Linked DNA regions of Mus musculus: all the other regions are linked to region 2. The links are chromatin contacts, called in public HiChIP or PLAC-seq maps. All regions are on one chromosome and are shown on one strand. Each heading gives the region's core, a stretch centred on a gene start, on an enhancer-like site or on the middle of the called end of the contact. The rest is flanking DNA. Distances are from core to core; before and after follow the strand shown. Region 1 has its middle 19 kb from the start of Gm41890. Region 2 holds the start of Usp9x (ubiquitin specific peptidase 9, X chromosome). Region 3 overlaps Usp9x (ubiquitin specific peptidase 9, X chromosome).

Evidence for each region. HiChIP or PLAC-seq counts read pairs in DNA pulled down with a chosen protein or histone mark.
Region 1: a contact with region 2 is called in an H3K27ac HiChIP or PLAC-seq map of embryonic stem cells, with 17 read pairs. The contact joins the enhancer-like site here to the promoter of Usp9x in region 2. A contact is called at or near these places in 2 of 15 datasets of contacts at CTCF or cohesin (both in embryonic stem cells), 17 of 484 Hi-C or Micro-C datasets (the HPC-7 cell line, embryonic stem cells, extraembryonic endoderm stem cells and 3 more), 14 of 115 datasets of contacts at active chromatin or transcription factors (the SCID.adh cell line, embryonic fibroblasts, embryonic stem cells and 5 more) and 2 of 9 other capture datasets (adipose tissue and liver).
Region 3: a contact with region 2 is called in an H3K27ac HiChIP or PLAC-seq map of embryonic stem cells, with 6 read pairs. The contact joins the enhancer-like site here to the promoter of Usp9x in region 2. A contact is called at or near these places in 2 of 15 datasets of contacts at CTCF or cohesin (CD8 T cells and the NIH/3T3 cell line), 1 of 484 Hi-C or Micro-C datasets (extraembryonic ectoderm), 4 of 115 datasets of contacts at active chromatin or transcription factors (the SCID.adh cell line, embryonic fibroblasts and embryonic stem cells) and 3 of 9 other capture datasets (adipose tissue, liver and pancreatic islet).

What each region holds. Positions count from the first base shown.
Region 1 is chrX:13,011,344-13,015,778 of GRCm38.p6, reverse strand. No RefSeq gene overlaps it. Among named protein-coding and RNA genes, the nearest start is that of Gm41890, 19 kb to the right of the region's middle. Within about 2 kb of position 1,413, at least 11 of the 459 cell types and tissues checked have an H3K27ac peak or open chromatin away from gene starts, as enhancers often do. A contact at or near this core is called in embryonic stem cells and induced pluripotent stem cells, where this site is marked.
Region 2 is chrX:13,069,166-13,073,509 of GRCm38.p6, reverse strand. Usp9x (ubiquitin specific peptidase 9, X chromosome) reads right to left here and starts at 2,012. Exons shown (of 45, transcript NM_009481.2): 1 at 1,777-2,012.
Region 3 is chrX:13,112,830-13,117,386 of GRCm38.p6, reverse strand. It overlaps Usp9x (ubiquitin specific peptidase 9, X chromosome), which reads right to left. Exons shown (of 45, transcript NM_009481.2): 12 at 3,621-3,827; 13 at 2,743-2,879; 14 at 630-763. Among named protein-coding and RNA genes, the nearest start is that of Usp9x, 44 kb to the right of the region's middle. Within about 2 kb of position 2,571, at least 1 of the 459 cell types and tissues checked has an H3K27ac peak or open chromatin away from gene starts, as enhancers often do. A contact at or near this core is called in embryonic stem cells, where this site is marked.

The DNA.
Region 1 (4,435 bases), core at 164-2,663, 57 kb after region 2:
TAACAAAGTCAGAGAGCTAGCTATTGATTCCTAGCTCCTACATGACACAATGATACTATCCTTTACCTCTTCTTGTCACTGCTTTCTCACTGCTGTTACAGAACACTTGAGCAAGCAACTTAACTTGGGTTCACAGTCTGTGGCGGCTGGGAAGGCATGCAGTGAGATTGGCTCTAGCTGGGCAGGGGTGTGAAGAAGCATGTCATGTTTTTGTCCTCAGTCAGGGGACAGAGAGGTGAACCGCTGGTGCTCAGCTTGATTTGTCCTTTTTCTTTTTAGTGACAATCCTGGAACTTGGTTTCTTTAAAAAACAAATACAGAAATATTGTAAGAATGTGTTTTAATATTAATCTCAGGTGTGAATATATGTGGCTATGGGGCTGCTTCAGACTGACCATAGCAGCTGACTATGATTTGCCTCATGCTCTAGCAGAGGCACAGTTTTGCCAGCTGCAGATAGTTTCTGCAATTGTGTGAGGTTTGGAAATCTAGAAAATTTTCAGAGGGTACATAAATGCCAGAGCCCTGCTAGGGGTGGGTGGTTGGTGGTTGTTCAGGGGGTTTGTTTGCAGTATTTTAGTTTCAGAGAAGAAACTGAAGGAAAGGAATTAGATTCAGGGATTTCTCTCTCCCTTCCATCCTTCTTTCTCTCTTTTCTAGTGATGGGGGTGAAGTGGGGATGAAGGAGTAAACGGTGGGAAAAAGAAGAACCAACAAAGTAGCAAAGACCAGCAACAAGAATAAAGATATATTTGGGAGTGAGAGCAGCAGGTACTTTAGCTAGTTACTCTTCAGGGAATAGGTGGCCTGTAAGCCACCTTTCGAAGGAGCCTGGTGAACATGGCTGTCTATGGAAGAAAGGCTGGAAAGTTCTTCCAAATTTTTACTTTTGGGCATGGGAAACAGTGCAAAGGACCTGTGGCAGGGAAGAGCTTGGTGGTGATGGAAGGCTCAATGACTGGAGAATAATGCAGATGAGAAGGTCACAGATCATGATGGTAGGAACACACTAAGGCCCTGGATGCCAGCTCTTTACATTTTTCTGGAAGACCAATGGGAACTGAAGGGTTTCAAGCAAGTAAATGCATGGTCTGAGTCAGTCTGCATGCTGCCTGGGTCAAGGGTGACTGGTCAGGAGGCTCTTACTAGAAGTCCAACTGGAGCTGCTAATGGCAGGAAGGTGCCCAGACTTTTGGGGGGGAACTCAGTGCTAGTGCGTGTCCACATAGTGCCCAGAGTACGGTTCTCTTGTAGCCTAGGTGTGCTAACCTGGAATCCACATGTCCCAGGAGAGCCTTGGATGCATATCCCCACCCCCACCCCCCACCCCCACGTTGAAAAGGTATGTGTGATGGGTGGTGGTGTCTGACTACCTTTCTGGTAGAGATGGCAAGGTGGAAATCAGTTTCCAATGGGTTCTCACAGGCAACAGAAACAATGAGAAATGTAGAAGGTTACAATAGCTGAGTGAAGGGCACCCAGAGGAGGTGGGTGGGGCTCAGCTTTCCTTTGGAAACTTTGTTAATAACAAAGACAAAGAAGCCCTGTCTTGCAAAGTTAGCTACCTTGCTACATTTTATAGCTCAAGGTCAGTGGTTTCTCCAAGATCTCTCAGCTGCCAGCGAGATTGGATGGCTTCAGAGCTCTCCCTCTAAGTGAAGAACACTTTGTATTTCTTCGCAGGGTGGGCCTTCCTTATTGAGCTTCATTTAGAAGTGAAGCTCAGAAACAGGAAGTATATTAGCAGCACTTTATACCTGGTTGATTGGGTTGTTTGTTTGTTTGCTTGTTTTTCTTGTTTGTAATAGGTTCTCATTATGTATTCCTGCCTAAGGCCTCCAACTCAAGAGATTTCCCCCACCTCTCCCTCCCAAATGCTAGGATTAAAGGCCTACGTCTGCATTAGGCCAACTGTTTGGCTTTTTAAAAGATTTTTGTTTGTTTGTTTGTTTTTGTTTTTTTTTTTTCTAGACAGGGTTTCTCTGTATAGCCCTGGCTGTCCTGGAACTCACTTTGTAGACCAGGCTGGCCTCGAACTCAGAAATCCGCCTGCCTCTGCCTCCCAAGTGCTGGGATTAAAGGCATGCACCACCACTGCCCGGCCTTTTTAAAGATTTGTTTTATTATTTTTGATGGATTGAGCATATGAGTGTATGAGAGAGAGAGAGACAGAGAGAGACAGAGACAGACACTCTGCCATTCAGGCTGGCCTCAAATACCTGGACTCAGATAATTGAGTGTCACCGTTCTGAGTAGCTGGGACTCAAGCTATATTTCGCTGAGTTCTGGCTCCAGAGTCTATTATTTATCAAGGTTTTTTTTTTCTTTATTAGACACAGTCTTCAGTAATCTAGGCTGGTCTCCACCTGGCCACATAGCCAAGGCTGGCCTTGAACTCGATTTTTCTGGCTTCCACCTCCCCAAAACTGCTCTAGAGTCATTTTGAATAGGTATTTAAAGTAAGTGTAGGGTGGGGCTGGAGAAGCGTCTCCTCAGTGAAGAGCACTCACTGCTCTGCTAGACTCTCAGTACTCACGTGGCTCCTCAAAAACATCTGTAACTCCAGTTTCAGGGGGGGACCCATGCTTGGGCTCACATACCCACATAGACAAACATACACATAGTTTAAAATGATACACATATAATGTACAGGAGAAAAGGAAAATCCATCAAACTTGTTGCACCTCAAATTCTTCTGTGTAGGAGGGAGATGGCGTTAAAACTGGTTCTGTGGTAGAGTGCTTGCCTCGTGCATGTGGGTGACATAGTCTAGGCCTTGGGTTTCATCCCTAGCACTGCAAAGAAAGCGGTGTACCATTTTCATCTCTTAATTATTACTGTGGATGTGTGTGGTGGATGTGTGAGTGGATGTGTGAGTGGATATGTGAGTGGATGTGTGTGTGTGTGCCACAGTTCATGTCTGGAAGTCTGAGGAAAACTTTGTAGAGTTGGTTATCTCCCTCCACCCTTCCATGAGTTCTGGGGACTGAATTTGGCTCGTCAGGCATGTATATACAACAAGCTATTTTTCCCCATTTTGCTGCCTTAAAAAAAAATTTAGGTTGCTATGTAGCCAAGGCTAGACTACATAACTATGTAAGGGCTGGCCTTGAACCTTGGCTTTCTAAGTATTGAACTTGCAGGCACAAGCCACCAAGAGTAGCCAAATAGGCTGATTGGCATTTAAATAAACTTTGTGAAAAATAAACGTAGTAATAATCACCATGAATGTGAGTCCAGGCCCTTCCTTTTTTGACACTGTGGCAGAAGAACACAAACATGCAGAGCTGGGCTTTCTTATGCATCAGAGGTCAAATCTGACTGTGAGCCTAGGAGAGGACTGATCCCATACACAAAGCCATCTGTTACATGGAGTACTTCTGTCTCCAGCTGCCGAGAACCATACCCAAGGTCAGGTTACTCCTTCCTTCCTTTCTTCTGTCCGTCTGTCCTTCATCTGTCTGGTCCTTCCTCCCTGTTTGCTTTTGAGACAGGTTCTCACTATGTAGCTCTGGATGGCCTGTAGTTCACTCTGTAGACCAGGCTAGCTTGGAACTCAGAGATCTGCCTGCCTCTGCCTCCCAAGTATTAGGATTAAAGGCGTATGCTAGCACTTGGCAGGCAGCTCTTTCATATTGGAATACCTCAAGGATGTTCCCTCCTTTAGTGACTTTGTAGCATTGTTGGCTCAAGTCTACCTTTGAGGAAAAGGCTCCTGCAGCCTGGTATAGTGGCATTTGCCTGTATCTCAGAACTGGGGAGGTTGAAGCAGGAGGATTAGGAGTTCATGGAGAGGTTTGAATACATAGTGAGGCGGAGGCCATCTTTTTTTTTTTTTTTTTTTTTTTTTTGGGTTTTCGAGACAGGGCTTCTCTGTGCAGCCCTGGCTGTCCTGGAACTCACTTTGTAGACCAGGCTGGCCTTGAACTCAGAAATCTGCCTGCCTCTGCCTCCCAAGTGCTGGGATTAAAGGTGTGTGCTACCACCACCTGGCTGTGGAGGGCATCTTGAGTTACCTAAAATATTGTCTAAAAAGAGGAAAAGGAAAAAGAGAAGGAGAGAGCTGAGGAGGAGAGGAGAGGAAGAACATGGTATCATCTGGCTGGACAGAGCCAGAGATGGTATTTGCTTGTGGCCTGGTGGCAGCAAGTCCAGGGCCTATCATTTTGCTCCCTTTCCAACCTCAGCTATCTTCCCTCTAGCTATGACAAAAACTGCTCCCAAAGCATTTTTGTGCCTGTCATCACTATCTCAGGTTAGCCCATATTTCTTCCTTGTGTGGTCCAGCTTCCGGTTCCTCTGTCATCATTCTTTTTCTCCAGAGCCACTGGCCATATCCACTGTGGTCTATGAAGAAAGCCTGTCTATGCTGGCTTAATGGACAGCAGAGAAACACTGCATCTAATATAAGGATATCCCCTTCAGGTCCTATTTG
Region 2 (4,344 bases), core at 763-3,262:
AATTATTTCGAGTGCCTCTCCTACTAACAGAAACAAAAATATTACCAAAACCCCACAATTCCTTCATTTACAATCAACGACCCTCTGTGGCAATTACACACACCTGTAAACTGTGGCTGTGAAAATTCAATTAACGGTGTTAACTACAGAACTTTCAAAATAATTTAAGCACGTCGTATCTAAAAATCTTATCTTCCAGTCTCTGAAGAAATCCAAACAGAAACAAAACCCCCAGCTTCGCACCTGTTTAACTTAAATATTTCACAATGAATGAAAAACAAGCCATTTATCAAGCCTGCAGCCTCACATCACCAGCATCTCAAGGTTTTATCAGTTACAAACTTGCACATACTAGTATTTCCTTTCTTCGTCTTCGTTTTTTCCTCCTCCTTCAGGAACAGCTAAAAATACAAAGGTGGTCGGTCTACTGTCGCTTGGAAGCGATTTCGGCATCAAAACATCCTTCCGGGCCTTTGGCCCACCGTGAGCAGCCGGAGGGGGCGAGGGAGGTGTGGGGGAGCGATAACCGGCTCGGCCTTCTCAGGGCACTGGGCCGCTGAGCGACTGCGGGTTATCGCGGGAGGGCGGCGAGGAGGCCAACTCGTCCGCGGGCCTGATAGCCAGGCGTCGCCGGGGCCTAGCGCTCCCGCTCCAAATCACTCCACCTCAGTAATGGCGTTCGGTGTCAAGTGGAACAGGCCGAGGGCGTCCGCCGCCGGGTTAAGGGGCGCGCGAACCAACCGTCCCCGCCCCCGCCCGCGCCGTGCCCGCGCCCCCGCGCGCTCCCGACCGACCTCCCGCGCGGGTGGAGGGGCGGCACGGCGCGCCGGAGTCTCCATCCTCCTCCTTCTCCTCCTCCTCCTCCTCTCCACTCCCGTCAGGCAGGGAAGGGGGAGGAAGGGGGAGGGCCGGAGCCGTCAGCCATTTTCCCTGCCAGTCCAAAACACACACGCACACACAGCGCCACGCTCACTCACGGACACGGACACACGCTCGCGGGACGCCGGCCGCGCGCACCACGGAGGCTCGCGCGCGCCCGCGACGGCCGGGGCTCGGGGCGACCCCCAACCCCGGCAGCCAGGCCCCCAAGGGAGGACCGCTTACGCACACACACCCCCTCGCGCCGTCCTCCCCAGCCCTCCAGCCAGCCGGAGGCCCTGGGCGCCGCCGGGCTCGGTACTCACCAAACACAACCCGGGAGTCTCCTACGAAGCGGGCCACGCGGAGGCGGGAGACGAGATGCAAAAGCTCGATCCCGGGACCGGGCCTAACCTGGGAGCATCCCAAGCCGGGGGCTGGCGAGGGACAAAAATATGAGAGGCTGCGGATGGCGGGCGGGCTCGCGACGCGCGACGCGTACCGACCAGGGGTCTGGCCCTCACCCTGGCCGCCCTAGGGCAGCGGTGACCACGGCCGCCGCCTCCCTCTCGGCCGGCCGCAGCCCTCTTCCCCCTTCTCCCCTCAGGCTCGGGCGCTGAGCTCAGACAAGCTCCGGGCGGTGCGTTTCTCCTGCGTCACCTCCTCCTGCTCCTCCTCCTGCAGCGGCAGTTTCACCTTCCCCTAGTCGCCGCCTCTGTCCCCCCACTCCAGGCCTGCTCGCTTAGCTACCGCTCCTGTCCTCACTCCCGTCACCCACCCCAAGCCCTGGGGCGGTAAAGGCGGCCGCCTCCCTGGAGGGCGAGGCGGCGGCGGCCGACTCCCGCGAGGCCTGGGAGCCGGTGCAGGCAGGGAGGGGGTTCGCTGGGACAGGGAGGAGGGCCCCAATGGGCCGTTTACCGAGAGCTTGCGGCTCCGCCACCGGCGGACTCTAGCTTCCGCAGCCTTGGGTACCACAGCCTCGTCAATATGGCGAACCCAACAAATCAAGAAAGAAAAGAAAAGACAGAAAGAAAAAGAAAGAAAACCCGCACGGCCGGTGGTGGTGGCGGTGGCGGTGGCAGTGTCGGAGGCGGCGGCGACGGCGGCAGCAACAGCAGCGGCAGCGCAGACTCCCACTAGTCTCAGCACCGCCCAAGGCTCAGCGCTTCTCCGCCCCCATCAGGGCCCTCCCCCTCCAAGCCCCGCCCTCAGCGCCCGGCCCGGCCCCTCCCCTTGCCCAGCCCCCCTCTGGGCCAGCTGCCCCCTCTCCCTGTCCACCTCAGGCTGTTGAGGGAAAGAAAGGAAGAGCGCTGTGGGCCACTAGGGGGCCCAGACAAGGCCCCGTCGCCTGGAACACTGCGAGCTGGGTGGGGGAGGGGAAGACAATGCTAGGGAAAGATCGTACCATCGCTTCCGGACGGCCACTGCAGGGGGTCATGCGAGGGAGCCAGAGACCCTTACAAACCGTAGGGGACCGAACCGAGAGCTGACGAAGGACTCGGACCACTCCAAAGAGGAGGGTGGAGTGGGGGGAAGGGAGAGATCCGGCATGCGGCCTGGGCAAAGGGACTGACTGTCGGGAATGGCAGGGATGTGGACAGGAAAGGGTTAATAAGCACGCAAGCTGCAGCCGCGTCGCTAGTTTGACTAGGGCTGCTTGTTTTTGTTCCATTGTGAACCATGGCCCCACCATCCAGTGCCCGGATGGTGACGTCACCGGCCTCCCCCTTTTCCGGGATGGTTCGGAGGATTGGTTGGGGAGTGGGGGGGGGGGGTGACGGAAAGACTAGATTCCTGGGTCCCGGTGCTAGGCGTTTGCACCCGCCTTGCTTGAGGGTCTCGACTGCGCAGCTGACCCATGTCACGTGACACGAGGATAGGACAAGCCACAGAGCAGTGGTGCCAGGTCCTGAGGGTTTGGCCACCTGCACCCAGCCGATAGGGGGAAGGTGTGGCTTGAACTCCAGAGCGGGGTCGCGGGGGGTGGGGGGAGCTGCTTCCCACTCCACTTTGAGGGAGGCGCTTTAAGCAGCTCATTCACACGATCCTGCAGCATCAGTACCTAAAAGCATTTCGTCAGTCTTAAAGGCATAGTGACTGGGACTGAGAACATTTTGGACACCGGAATCCTTACAACAGTAAAGACAAAAAATTATACACCGTCCTAGACACCTTAGCTACTCAGTAATACTAAATGTAGCAAAATGAACTTCTATTGCCATATCATCAACACCATTCAGTGTGAGAACCTGGGAGGGACTTATGAACCCATCCGCTATGTCAGGGACTATTTTCTGCATATTGAGACTCCGAACTATAAGCTGCGGAGGAAGAACTTAACAGAGCAATCTCAAACGTTGTAGGTTTGAAACGATTCTATAATTTACCTAAAATTCACAAATGAAGAGAAAATGAATACAATTACTGATCGATATTTCATTTTGACTTAAAAATGCCTGTTGGCAGCAAATCTTTAAAAATCATTATAAAATACTATAAAGTTAATTACATTTCATATAGAATAGATGAACTTATGCTATAAGCAGTCATTTCTTTAAAAAATTTTTTTCTATTTATTTCATGTATGTGAGTACACTGTACCTGTCTTCAGACACAGCAGAAGAAGAAATTGGAACCCATTACAGATGGCTGTGAGCCACGGTGTGGTTGCTGGGGATTGAACTCAGGAGCTTTGGAAGAGCAATCAGTGCTCTTAACCGCTGAGCCATCTCTCCAGCCCAACACAGTCATTTCTAATAAAGGAATATTAAATGGAATCCCAAAGAATTTAGGGGACAGCATGTTGCCGGTGTAATTTTTTGAAACCATTTCTCTATACAGCACAAGACTGTTTTCACCACAAAACTAATAGCTTACCCTAAACACATTATTTATAGTCCTTATAACTCTTACCACATGCAATCTTATTTATATAATTACTTCCGTGCATGCTTTCCCTTGCTTATGGAGCCTCCAGAGAGAGCCTACCAACCATGTAACACTCTTAATTTGCTAAGTACATGGTATGGTGGGTTTATTTAATCCTCAGAACCCTCTGAAACAGACGGATAGGTATTTCTAGCCTTGACTTTAGATAGGAAAACAAAACGGTTAAATCATCAGTTTAAGATCAACAAGCCTGGTAAGCACATGTAGCTCTTTTAGCCATATCTAAAGTGCATCCTTAACAGAAATGTCCACAGTAGCCAATTCTATTCAGCATTATACTTGAGGTTCTAGTCAGAGAAGGAGAAGAAATGAAAGATACCCAGATAAGAAAGGAACAATTAAAACTTTCCTCACAAATAACATAATCTTACTCAGGGAAAACCTTAGGTAACCCAATATAAAAAAAAAAAACAATAAAACTAATACATGATTTTTAACAAGACTAAGGCTAGAGATTTGTCTACCTCCATTCATCCTCTCACAAAAAAGCTATCACATTATACCCTATAAATATGATTACTATGTGTCAATTTAAAA
Region 3 (4,557 bases), core at 1,322-3,821, 43 kb before region 2:
AAAGGAAGGCCTGACCATTACTGAGGCTATGGAGTGCTCACAAAAAGGAACCTATCATGATTGTTCTCTGAAAGACCCAACAAGCAGCTGAAAGAGTCAGATGCAGATATTTACACTCAACCAATGGACAGAAGCTGCTAATCCCTGTGGATGAATTAGGGAAAAGCTGGAATGGAAAAAGCTAAGGAGGTGGTTAACAAGCTGTAGGAGGACCAGCAGTCTCAATTAGCCTGGAGCCCTGAGATCTCTCAGACACTGGACCACCAACCAGGCAGCATATGCCAGCTGATATAAGCCCCCAACACATATACAGCAGAGGACTTCCTGGACTGGGTTCAGTCAGAGAAGATGCACTTAACCCTCAAGAGACTAGAGGCCCCAGGAAGTGGGGAGGCCTGCTGGGTAGGGGATAGGAAGGATGGGGACACCCTCAGGAAGACCAGGTTAGGGGATAGAGGAGGAGGTATGGAATGTGGAACAGTCATGAGGGTGGACTGGGAGGAGTATAGAGTCTAGACTGTAAAAAAAAAAGATTGAAATAAAAAATAAATAAAAATATAATTGTTACTCCTAATAGAAAATGGCAATCACTGTTATTTCTCACAGTTCAATTATCTTACAATACATACCTCTGCCATACATTCTCATGCTTTCCATGTAAGTTGCAAGGTTTTCTGCTACCAAAGTAACTAGGGCATGATTGTGCTGAAGTTGATTGATTAAGTCATGGCGATAAAATACATGGGGACTTCGCTGACTTTGACTGAAACGAGAAGAGCTTAACAATATAATTAGGCAATTAAACTCTTGCAATCAACTGTTTATCACCACTAAATTATTAGCTACTAATTAAAAACTCAAAAGCCAGCTTTACTCATTTACTTCCTTAATGACATTAAGCAACTTAAAAGAAATTAGTGTTAAAAATTAAAAATGGTATTACTTGAAAAGCAAGAATCAGTTGTATCTATTATAATATGGCAGTAGCAAAGCATTTTTATAAGAATACATGACTTTTTGAAAATTCCAAAAATCCAAACTTCTTTGTAGAACCAGCATTGCCAATTGCTGGCCAATGTTTTTTACTTTTTAATTATTAGTATTATTAGAAGCCAAACAGATGGCTTAGCAGGAAAAGGCACTTGCTGCCAGCTTGAAAACCTGAGCTTGATCCCCATTATTTTCATTTTTGAAGGTGAGAACATGTTGTTCTCTGACTGCCATACAAAAACGAGTTCCTACCCCCCAAAAGTAAAAAAAAAAAAAAAGTAATAATATTTTAAAAACTACTAGCTGTTTAAGTTATTCCCTGGGAACATTTGGTTTGCAGCCAAGTTGTTCTTGTCACACAACAAATTTCACAGTCAACTTTCATAGATAGTACAACTTTCATATTCTAGTATAGACAAGGTCATTAATTTCTAGGAGTTGCTGAATACTATGTCTACCTGAGAGTTAATAAATTTCAGAAAGGTTAAGTGGCATATGTACCCTGGGCCAAACATACTCAAAATACATTACTTTGACAAACATTACCTTTTCCTCCACCTGCATCTATTATACAAGGAAACCATGATTATTTAAAGAATACTCCCGAGATTATATGATTTCATTGTTCACACTTCATTTATGAATATTAGTTCCACTACACTCAAGCTTTCTTTCATGCCACATAATTTTTCCTTTCTATGTCAACCATTCTAACTCATGCCCAGAAAATAAGAGGACAAATTGTACTTATAAACAGATTTTGGAACCTTAAAATAGTACATTTTTTTTTAATCCATTAACTCGCTTTCTTTCTTCTTTTAAAAATATTTATTTTTATTACACGTGTGTCTGTGCACCATGTATATTCAGTACATACTGAGGCCAGAAGAGGGCATGGGATCTCCTAAAAATTGAATTACAAATAGTTGTGATCTGAAGTTTAGTCCTCTGGAAGACTACCTAGAATTCTTAAGCATTGTACCATTTTTTCAACACCTAAGTTTTTTGTTATTTATTTTTCATTTTTGGAGTTTCTTTGTTTTTGTTTTTTTCCATTTGAGATAGGGTTTCACTCTGTAGTCGTGGCTGGCCTAGACCTAATTGTGTAAACCAGGTTGATCTGGAAACCACAAAAATCTATCTACCTCTGATTCCAAAATGCTTAGATTAAGGGTGTGTACCACCATCGCTGGCCTAAAGTATACTTAAGAAATATTTAAAAAATTCAGGGGCTAGAGAGATGGCTCAGCAGTTAAGAGCACTGACTGCTCTTCTGAAAGTCCCGAGTTCAAATCCCAGCAACCACATGGTGGCTCACAACCATCTGTAATGAAATCTGATGTCCTCTTCTCTTACATATAATAAATAAAATAAATCTTAAAAAATTAAAAAATCCAGTGTTCTATCATTCCATCTACTATCATTTAAATCTCCATGCAATTTAATCTTCTAAACTAACTTTAAAAATTAAAAAAACAATCTTTTTTTTTTGGTGTGAAAACTACCATGTGACACAGCATCAAACAGCAAGATCACTTAGATTTTAGTACTGATCACTTAATCATGGCTTACTTTCCATATCAATGAAACAAAGGATGTAGGAATGACAAAAGATTCTTTTGTTCCAAAAGGAGCCCTTTTCTTCTTAGTTTCCTGGCACTTCATTAACTTTCTTTAAAATTTTCTTTTACAAATTGAAATTAACAAACCATAAATAAAAATATTTAAACTGTCTAGTTTTAAAAGTCTTACCTCAAATTTTGAGGTGCTTCACCAAACAAACTACAAATTTCTCTAATTTGTTTCAGTGCAGGAATGACCCATTTGTCATTTGTGCGAAGTTCTTCTATGAAGCGATCAATCCACTGGATCTTTTGGGTGTCCCGGTCCTTAAACAATTTCAGTGTTTTATTATATAGATCAATACTCGGGAAAATTCTAAGTCACAGTATTTAAAGATAAATGTATAAGGAAATTAAGCTAAATTCCAATAATCCATGGAATTATAAAGTCGGTTTTTCTTATAAGATTAACATGATAAATATAAAATATACTGTAACTCTAAGAGTTTAATTTTTTTAAAGTGCTCTAGGTATATCTTAACTTCATATTTACTACCAAACTCTAAAAAGTAAAATCCTAAAATTTATCACATACATTCAGTAAAGTTTGATTATAATTTACTAGGTTTGAGATTTGTTTTAACTTAAAAAGATTCTATCTCATAATAAAATCATGCATTAACATGCTAATGCAACACCCTGACATTAGAATCTACTACCTAGAAAATTCTAATTATTCTTTATCTTTTATGAGCAAAGAAAATATTTATTTCCAAAGTTTCTAACTCAGCCTTAATATTTTATGATCTATTTGATTCCTTTACCATACATTTGACAACATTATCACTAAATGGCCTATTGTTTGTACCTCCTCTTCCAGAGACTCAGATGGATCTTAAAACATTATTGTAGAGACCTAAGAAAGGCAGGCTTAAATAAACATCAATTCTTAAAATCATTAAAAAGATAATGCTAAAATAACCTAAAATTATCCTGTACTTTAGCCATACTACCTAGTACTGTAGGGGCACAAAAGTAATACAACCAAGCCAAACACCACCTCCTTACCTGGGAGCAACTATAATCTAGTATTTTGATGTGAGCACTGAGAGCCAAATCCATGATATCTACAGGCACATCATCACTGTGAGCTAGATTCCACAGAAGGTTCAATACTTTATGTGCCATCACACCATCTTTATCATCTTCTGCAAGACGACGAATCAGCTCAAGGAGCTTTTCACGTTGCTTTTTACTTGCATTTGTCCAACTGGCCTAGAAAGATATTTAAATGAAATGAAAACCCTTATTTCATTTTCTCCTCTTCATTTTTAAGGTAGTGTGGTAGATCTCTCGAGTTTGAGGGCGACCTGGTATACACAGTGAGTTCCAAGCAGCCAAGGATATACAGTGAGATGCTCCCCAACTATAAAAAAGTGCTTGCTATTTAGCAAGCTCTTGATAATCCAAAGGGGGAATCAATTAATCATTAAGGAACTAATTATTAAGGAAGTATCAAGAGATTATCCTGGGAGAAAGAAGACCCAAATGATGTAATGACTGTTTTATACTTTTTCCTTTTTCAAGTCTGTCACTGGTCATACTTCACCACTATTTCAGGAGTCACCTCAACATGAAGGATGAATGACTATTAACTTAAGGGCATTCACAATAACTGCTTACTACAGCTGTCTTTATGGGGAAAAGTTTATCTTTGCATGTGTGAAATGTGTATGATGTATTTAAAAATGCAGAAAACATTCATTAATTTGTTCCCTTCAAAGAAGTAAAAATTTCAACAAGATATCTGATTTATAACTTTTAATGTGTTAAAACTGATCAGAGGGCAGAGGCAGGCGGATTTCTGAGTTCGAGGCCAGCCTGGTCTACAAAGTGAGTTCCAGGACAGCCAGGACTACACAGAGAAACCCTGTCTCAAAAAAACAAAAAACAAACAAACAAAAAAAACCAAACCAAACTAACAACAACAAAAAAACTGATCAGA